Linked DNA regions of Anas platyrhynchos: region 1 is linked to region 2. Evidence: chromatin contacts called from public Hi-C data. All regions are on one chromosome and are shown on one strand. The core of a region is the stretch at or near the end of the contact, and the rest is flanking DNA. Distances in the headings are between cores, read along the strand shown. Region 1 overlaps SLC25A33 (solute carrier family 25 member 33). Region 2 holds the start of SPSB1 (splA/ryanodine receptor domain and SOCS box containing 1).

Region 1 (3,394 bases), core at 320-2,819, 100 kb after region 2:
TTGCAGGCACCTAATGTTTGCTTTCCACACATACCAATGACAACCTCTTGGCAGGGCTGAAGATTTTGTGCCTAGCTAATATTAAAGCATTGGCTGTTGCAGATCTTGCTGTGAGTTTTTATTTTTTGCGTGCATTATGTAGGGATTTGAGGTGGGTAAAACTGTTTTTCATTTCAGCCCAGGGTTAAGTGTTTCAAGAATGAAGTGCTGCTAAGGCAGCTGTAGCTCTGACCCCGTTTAGCATAGGCTCAGAGTGGGGATGTGACTTTCCCGAGGTTACAAAGTGTATTTAATGCCAGTGCCGATGTTAGGATCCAATCCAACTTGCTTTATCTGCACGACCACGTTGCCTCCCATCTCAGACTTGGTATGAAAGTAAAATATTTCTGCTTTGTGGCTGTCAAGTCAGGTAGTGGCATTGTATTGTAAGGAGAAAAAACATCTGCAGACTTGCAGATGGAAGCAGTCATATGGAGGCCCCTTTGGAGAAGGAGTCTTGTTTTTCAGAAGGGGGTAAAATAGTAACATGTCTGACTTGATGTCATGAGTATCACATTGATTTTCTTCTGTTATTTTCCACAGAGCTGTCTATTTTGCATGCTACTCCAAAGCCAAAGAGCAATTTAATGGCATTTTTGTACCCAACAGCAATATTGTGCACATCTGTTCTGCAGGTTCTGCAGGTAAGTGTAATTCATCTTCCGTATGGTCTGCCACAATACCCCAGTGTCCAGCCCCTCAGCAGTAGCAGGAATGTCTGCATTGGCATCTGCGTGGCTCTGAGATGCGACTTAATTCTTTAAAGCATTTATTGCAGGTTGTTATTGCTTCAAGATGTGTTCTGCCCCTCTCAGTAGCTAGAAAGTGAGTAGAAAGAATCGTAAGGCAGGGACTGGACTTTCAGTCTGTGCAGGACCTGGGCAAATAAACCAGTCTTGACTGAGGGCTGTGGATAATTGTGATTGATATGTGAACGAATTCAGAGGCAATATGTGGCTCATTCTGAAACATACATGTGGTTTGTGCTTGTATATGCCAGAAAACATTAGGATCTATTACTAGGTGTAGAAGGATATACTTTCTAGGAAATACATCCAGCACTGATCTCCATAAAAGGGCGAGATCGGGAGACGTGACCAAGTTCATGAAACAGAGGTATGTAAAAGGCACTCCTAATGAGCCAAAGTTCAGAGACTATTTAAAAATAAAATCTGTGAGGCTGGAAACATCCCGTTCTCTGGAAAACAAACAGACGAGTACTTGGCAAGCTTGCTACGGAGACTGTTAAGGAACACACTCTCTGAAGAGCTTAAATTGGTGTTTCACAATGTTACTGAAAAGGTAAATACGCTCTTCTCTAGCATCTGGTTCCAACAGCCTCATATTGGTGCAAACTAAAGAGTTTATAGCAAAGGTATTGCATGTGCTTGTTATGTAATGTTGTTGTAGGAAGCCTTAGCACCTTTTCAAAAAGTCATCCTCTCATATGCGAGGAGGCAGAGAAAAGGCATGTAAGACTTCACAGAAGAGCCTAATAAATAGGTAGACAGATCTATATGTATGGTTTGTATCAGTCAACTGGCAGTCGCCTGCTTTGTAACCTGTGCAAGCCTGTGACTCTTACATCCAGCAAGGCTCAGAAACTGAACGCTGCCTGAAGTAATAAGGCACTTTAAAAGCATATTGGTGCAGCTGGAAATCCTTTTGCTTTGGCCTTCACAGATTTTTGTGCCAAGAGACAATACAGTGATGCTCGGCTGGCACAGCGCTTTCCATAGGTTTCATAGTACCCGTGTGAATGAGTCAGAGCGGCGTTATTTATTTCTCCTGTCTGTGAACTTCTATGCTTTGTCCACATTCAGTGTTGAGGGAGGTTTTAAGAAATCGCTGAAGCGGATGGAAACTGATGTAGAAACATGCTTGGCTGTCTTCTTAATTAAAGATTTTTTCAAAAAGGGCTTCTTGAAACCATGAAACAAGTATTACAGCTACAGAACAGTGAATAGCAGCATGATCTGATCCTTGTCTTTGAAGGACAGTGACCCTTTCGGTGTTACTGGAAATATTCTACAATCAGCTTTCGGAGGAAGCCAAAGGCAGTCCTCATGGAGTTTGATCCCAGGAGTTTGCCACCTCCTAACTTACCGTATTTGCAGAGAAACCATGTTACTGTTCAACACTTTAAAATGTTTCTAGATTTTTCTTTAGTAAGTGGAGGTAAATGTTTTTCTAACTGAAATGTTGTAGTAATTTCTCTAAACAGTTTAAAAAAACAAAAACAAACACAACAAAACAAGTTAACAGACATCAGCAAACCTTTGATACTGTTTTAGCCAAATTGTTTTGGTTTGTTGTATTTTTCCTCGCAGGATGGGAAAATATTTTGTTGTCAGAAAAACATGACAAACAGAGGCATAGTTGAGCGGAAGAGCCCCGCTAGTTCAAGCATCGGTCACCAGAGGGATCATTAAACATCTTTCCCAAACTAACCCCATAATTATGGGTGGATTTCATTAATGAGATGGCTCAATGGCACCACCTAGAGCCTTGGGGAAAGCAAAAGACTAATACGCGTGTGTGTTCCCCACAGGTTTTCCTTTTATGTATTATTCAAAACCCAGTTGGTAAGCTGGTAAGCTATCTTGCCTACAGTGGTCTTTAGGAATGTGAAGTTCACATTAGGACAGGTATAAAAAGGAAGGAACCCATATGAAATTCCAAGGTCATTGGATGATACCTTCTGAAGTTGAATACAGATAGTTCTCTGGCAAGAGCCACGTTGTAAGCTACACACCTACATGTCTTTTGAAACCTCTGGAGCTGTGACACTAGAACTGTGTCACTGTGCAATATATATGGTTCCTATTTGCATGAACAATGGCAGTACACTGGCCTGGATTCAGCTGTACTTTTTCTTCTTCCTTTTTCAGCCTTTGTCACAAATTCCCTGATGAATCCTATATGGATGGTGAAAACCAGAATGCAACTGGAACGGAAGTAAGTGACAGAGATGGGATACTGCTAGGTGGCTAAGGGAGCCTCTGGAAAACTTAAAAACATAAAATGTTTTTATTGATGGTCTTTTAGACTTTGATTGAACTTGATTTTTCTTTCCCCTGACTCCCACCTTTCAAGCTGCCATCCTTTTGCCTGGTCAGGCTGAAGGTTAAGGTTTTGGTGTTATTTAATTTTGATATACAGTTACTACTGAGAGGGATGTGGAAGTTGCTTCCAGTGCTGAGTTAGATTCAGGTTTTGGGTCTGCTGTAAATGTTGAGCAAATTTGGGCATAGCATTAATTTGCCCTCAGATCCCTGCTTACACAGTCTTCTGTACTTCAGGGGTTGATGTTGAGCCTAAATACGTCAAGGACTGAAGTGCTTTGATATGGAAA
Region 2 (3,244 bases), core at 543-3,042:
CTTCCTCTGCTCACTCCAAGAAATATTTACAGGGTCTGCAGTGAGTACAGGCCCAGCTGCCAGAGATCAGAACAGTAACCTGCAGGAAAAGGGGGAGATTTGCACAATACACTTGCGGGATCATTGCTCGGTAAATTCTTCTGAAGTTATTGGGGAAAATTGACTCAGATGGCAGCAGGTCTAGGTCAAAGCAAAACAGTTTTGAAAAAGCTACTCAAACACCTATCTATTTACCAGGAAACTTCTCCCATTTCTATCTTGCCGAGTGTGAAAGGACCTATTTGTGCTGTATCTACCAGCTCCCTGGTGTTTCTGGTCAGCTGGAGTAATAAATTTAATGCAATGTGAATGTGTTATTTAATGAACCACAATAGCTGGCACAGAGCGACAATCCCCCAAGGAGTTCAAAATATGCTTAACAAATTAGTGCCTCCGTCCTGCAACGACACGAATGCACACATGAACTCCTGCCCCTGCATGCATCGCCCCACGGAGCACAACGGGATTATTTCCTTGCATTGGCAGGGGTGCTTTTGACTGCATGGCCAGAAAGGGGTGAGGAAGGGGTTGTCAGCAAGCTACCACACCTCAGCCTTGGCATTGCAAGGTCCTAGGGAAGATGCAGGCTTCTTTCTCCTGACAGCTCGGTCAGTTCAGCACCCTTCCGACCCCATTACAGGTCACTGAATCCCCTGCTGTGAGCACCTCGCTGAATAAGGAAGCCAGCAGTGGGTAGTGTACAGTCCCTGGGGCCATGCAATTTCATCTCCACCCATCTGCAGCTACTCGATCTCTTCCTTGTAAGCACTGCTCTTATGTTGCAAGTTGTGCATCGATGCATGGCCCCCGAGATGTGGCAAAAAACCTGCAGCCTCCCCGGAGATCCAGCACCTCTGCACACCTGGGAATCACCTTCCTCACCGCTCACCTCCCGCAGTCCCTAAGAAGGAGCACAGCAAGGGGAAGAGCGGCTCAGTATCCTAATTAGAAGGTAGGTAAGGAGGACACATTTATGGTTAAACCTTGAATTAAGGCCGGGTGCTGCAGAGGGGCTACAGCAGCGATGAAAGCAAAGCCCTCTGGAAGCAGGGACATAAAAAGGAGGACACACAAATGAATCCCACTCCCCTTTTCAGGTGTGTCCCAAGACCAGTAATGATGAGAAGTAGTCAAAGCCCGTTGCTCATGTCCAATCCCCCAGAAAATAACCTTGGTGTCTGGCAGGGGCACTCGGTGTGTCTGGGCTCGGATGCCACGGTGCCACCCCTAAAATCATTCATGCCATTTCCTTCAGCTCTGGGGTGGTCCTCAGAGCCCTCGCCTAATTTGCACCAGTGCGTGCTGCAAGCTGTGTTGCCTCACCCTCGTTTTGTCTGGGAATACCAAAAATGAATCATCTCAGAGGGACATCGCTGACTCAAGATTTGTCCCCAAAACCCGCTTTGTGCACCAAGCCTCCAAGGCACAGAGTCAGCGGGGCTGTACTTCCTCGCTTTACTCCGGTACACAAATCGATCCTTGTTAAAAAAACACCGCAGACACGCGTTGCCCCGAGCCTTTGCAATGCAAATATCCCAGCTCGGCCTCAACCGAGGGCCGAGCCCCCCTCAGGGAGCCGCCGCCGCTCCCCTCCCTGCCCGCCGAGGGGCCGCCGCCTCGCCTCACCCAGGCCCGGGGAAGGGAGCGGGGGGGGGGGGGCGCCTCACGGGCTCGCAGCCGACCGGAGCCGGGCCCCAAACGGAGCCCGGGGGCCGGTCCCGGGGGCCGGGGCGGTGTCGGGGCGGATCGGGGCGGTCTCCGGGCGTTATTTGTGCCATGTGACGGCGGGAGGAGCCGCGGCTGCAGCCTGCCCGCAGCCCGCCCAGCCACGGGCGCTGCGCGGCGCGGCCCCGGGAGCAGGCTCCGGCGGGACCCGGCGCGGCCGCTGCCATGGGGCGGCCCCAGGACGGTAGGAACCGGAGGGGGGACGGTGGCTGGGGTGTTTTTTTTTTCTTTGGGGTGGCGGCTACCGAGCTGCTGAGGCCTCTCCCTTGCTTCCTTCCCATCCCTCGCAGCGGGGCGCTGCTCCCCGGTCAGCGCGGGCTGCGTGGAGCCGGTGCCAGCTTCCCGAAAGATTAATATATATATATATATTTTTTAAAAGCAAACGCTGGGCTCAAACCCGGCTTGGTGAGCCGGGGGTGGAGGTGCTGAGCCAGCCTCAGCTGGGTGAGGAGGTCGGGTTGTTCGCTCGGTGCTTGTGGGGCTGCCTTGGTGGTCTCCGGAGCAGGGGCCTGATGGATATCGGGCTTTTTTCCTACACAAACCCCTTGGTGATGTGATGGGAGCTCGGGTAATCCTCTGTTTGAAGTGCCTGGTGTTGCTGGAAGAACAACAGGAGCGTGCTGCCTGCTGCTGCTGTTACAGGATGGATGCAGGCAGCCAGGCTGGTGAGCGGCTGTGGCAGAGCAGAAACCTGTGAAGCGAGCCATTGCTCGAGATAAGGGAGTTTACAAAATGATTATAAAGATGGAAGTTTGCTGCCTTGGAGATAGATTGGCCTTTCTTTTCCTGATAGCGATGCAGGAAGAGTTTATGACCCTTTTGTCCTGGGAGCAACCTTTCCCCAGTAGGAGAGCTGGATGGGGTCAAAGTACTGATCTCAGCCCAGGAGGAAGGCAATTTCTGTGGTGAGTTGATAGGGAAGCTGCTGGGAGCGTGGTGGGGCTGTGCTACTGTTTACCAAGCGAGTGGCAGCCCTGAGAGGCACTTCACTGGCTTCTGGAGGAGTCCTCCCTGGCCAACCCGCTGCTGGTGTGCCCGTCTCCTCCCTGCTCCGTCAGTGTGCCTGGCCTCCAGCCCTGTCATGGCTCTGGGGCGTTGTGATGATGGTTTCGTAAAGCCGTAATTTATTCACCCCCCCCATCCTAGTTGTGCTGAAGACAAGGGATGAACTTGAGCAGTGTATTCCTCTGGGGGGCATTGTGTTGTTGCCGTACAGCAGCAGCAGGCTTTTGCAGCCGCTCTTGGAGGTTACGGGATCGTGCTGTAATGGGACTGAAGTTTGTTTGTAAACTTACGTTAGAGATGTGGTTTTGTGTTCCAGGAACTGGCTAGCTGAGATGTGCTGTGTCTGTGTGGAGCCGGATCGCTGCAGCTGGGTCCGGGATGTGGAAAATGTGCTCTGCTTGCTGCTCTCTTGTCTCGCCCTGGCCTCCTGCGTTTCCTTTCCTCAAAGTGAAAGCAGCCTGCAAGGGCTGCTCGT

The links. A called contact is a pair of places that touch in the nucleus more often than the background predicts.
Region 1: a contact with region 2 is called in a Hi-C map of skeletal muscle, with 2.4 times the contacts expected there. The contact joins the enhancer-like site here to the promoter of SPSB1 in region 2. A contact is called at or near these places in 3 of 8 Hi-C or Micro-C datasets (skeletal muscle and subcutaneous adipose tissue).

Annotation. Positions count from the first base shown.
Region 1 is chr22:4,162,837-4,166,230 of IASCAAS_PekinDuck_T2T, forward strand. It overlaps SLC25A33 (solute carrier family 25 member 33), which reads left to right. Exons shown (of 7, transcript XM_027443204.3): 4 at 583-683; 5 at 2,931-2,997. Among named protein-coding and RNA genes, the nearest start is that of TMEM201, 8.2 kb to the right of the region's middle. Within about 2 kb of position 1,570, at least 1 of the 8 cell types and tissues checked has an H3K27ac peak or open chromatin away from gene starts, as enhancers often do.
Region 2 is chr22:4,058,095-4,061,338 of IASCAAS_PekinDuck_T2T, forward strand. It overlaps SPSB1 (splA/ryanodine receptor domain and SOCS box containing 1), which reads left to right and starts at 1,793. Exons shown (of 3, transcript XM_027443079.3): 1 at 1,793-1,948.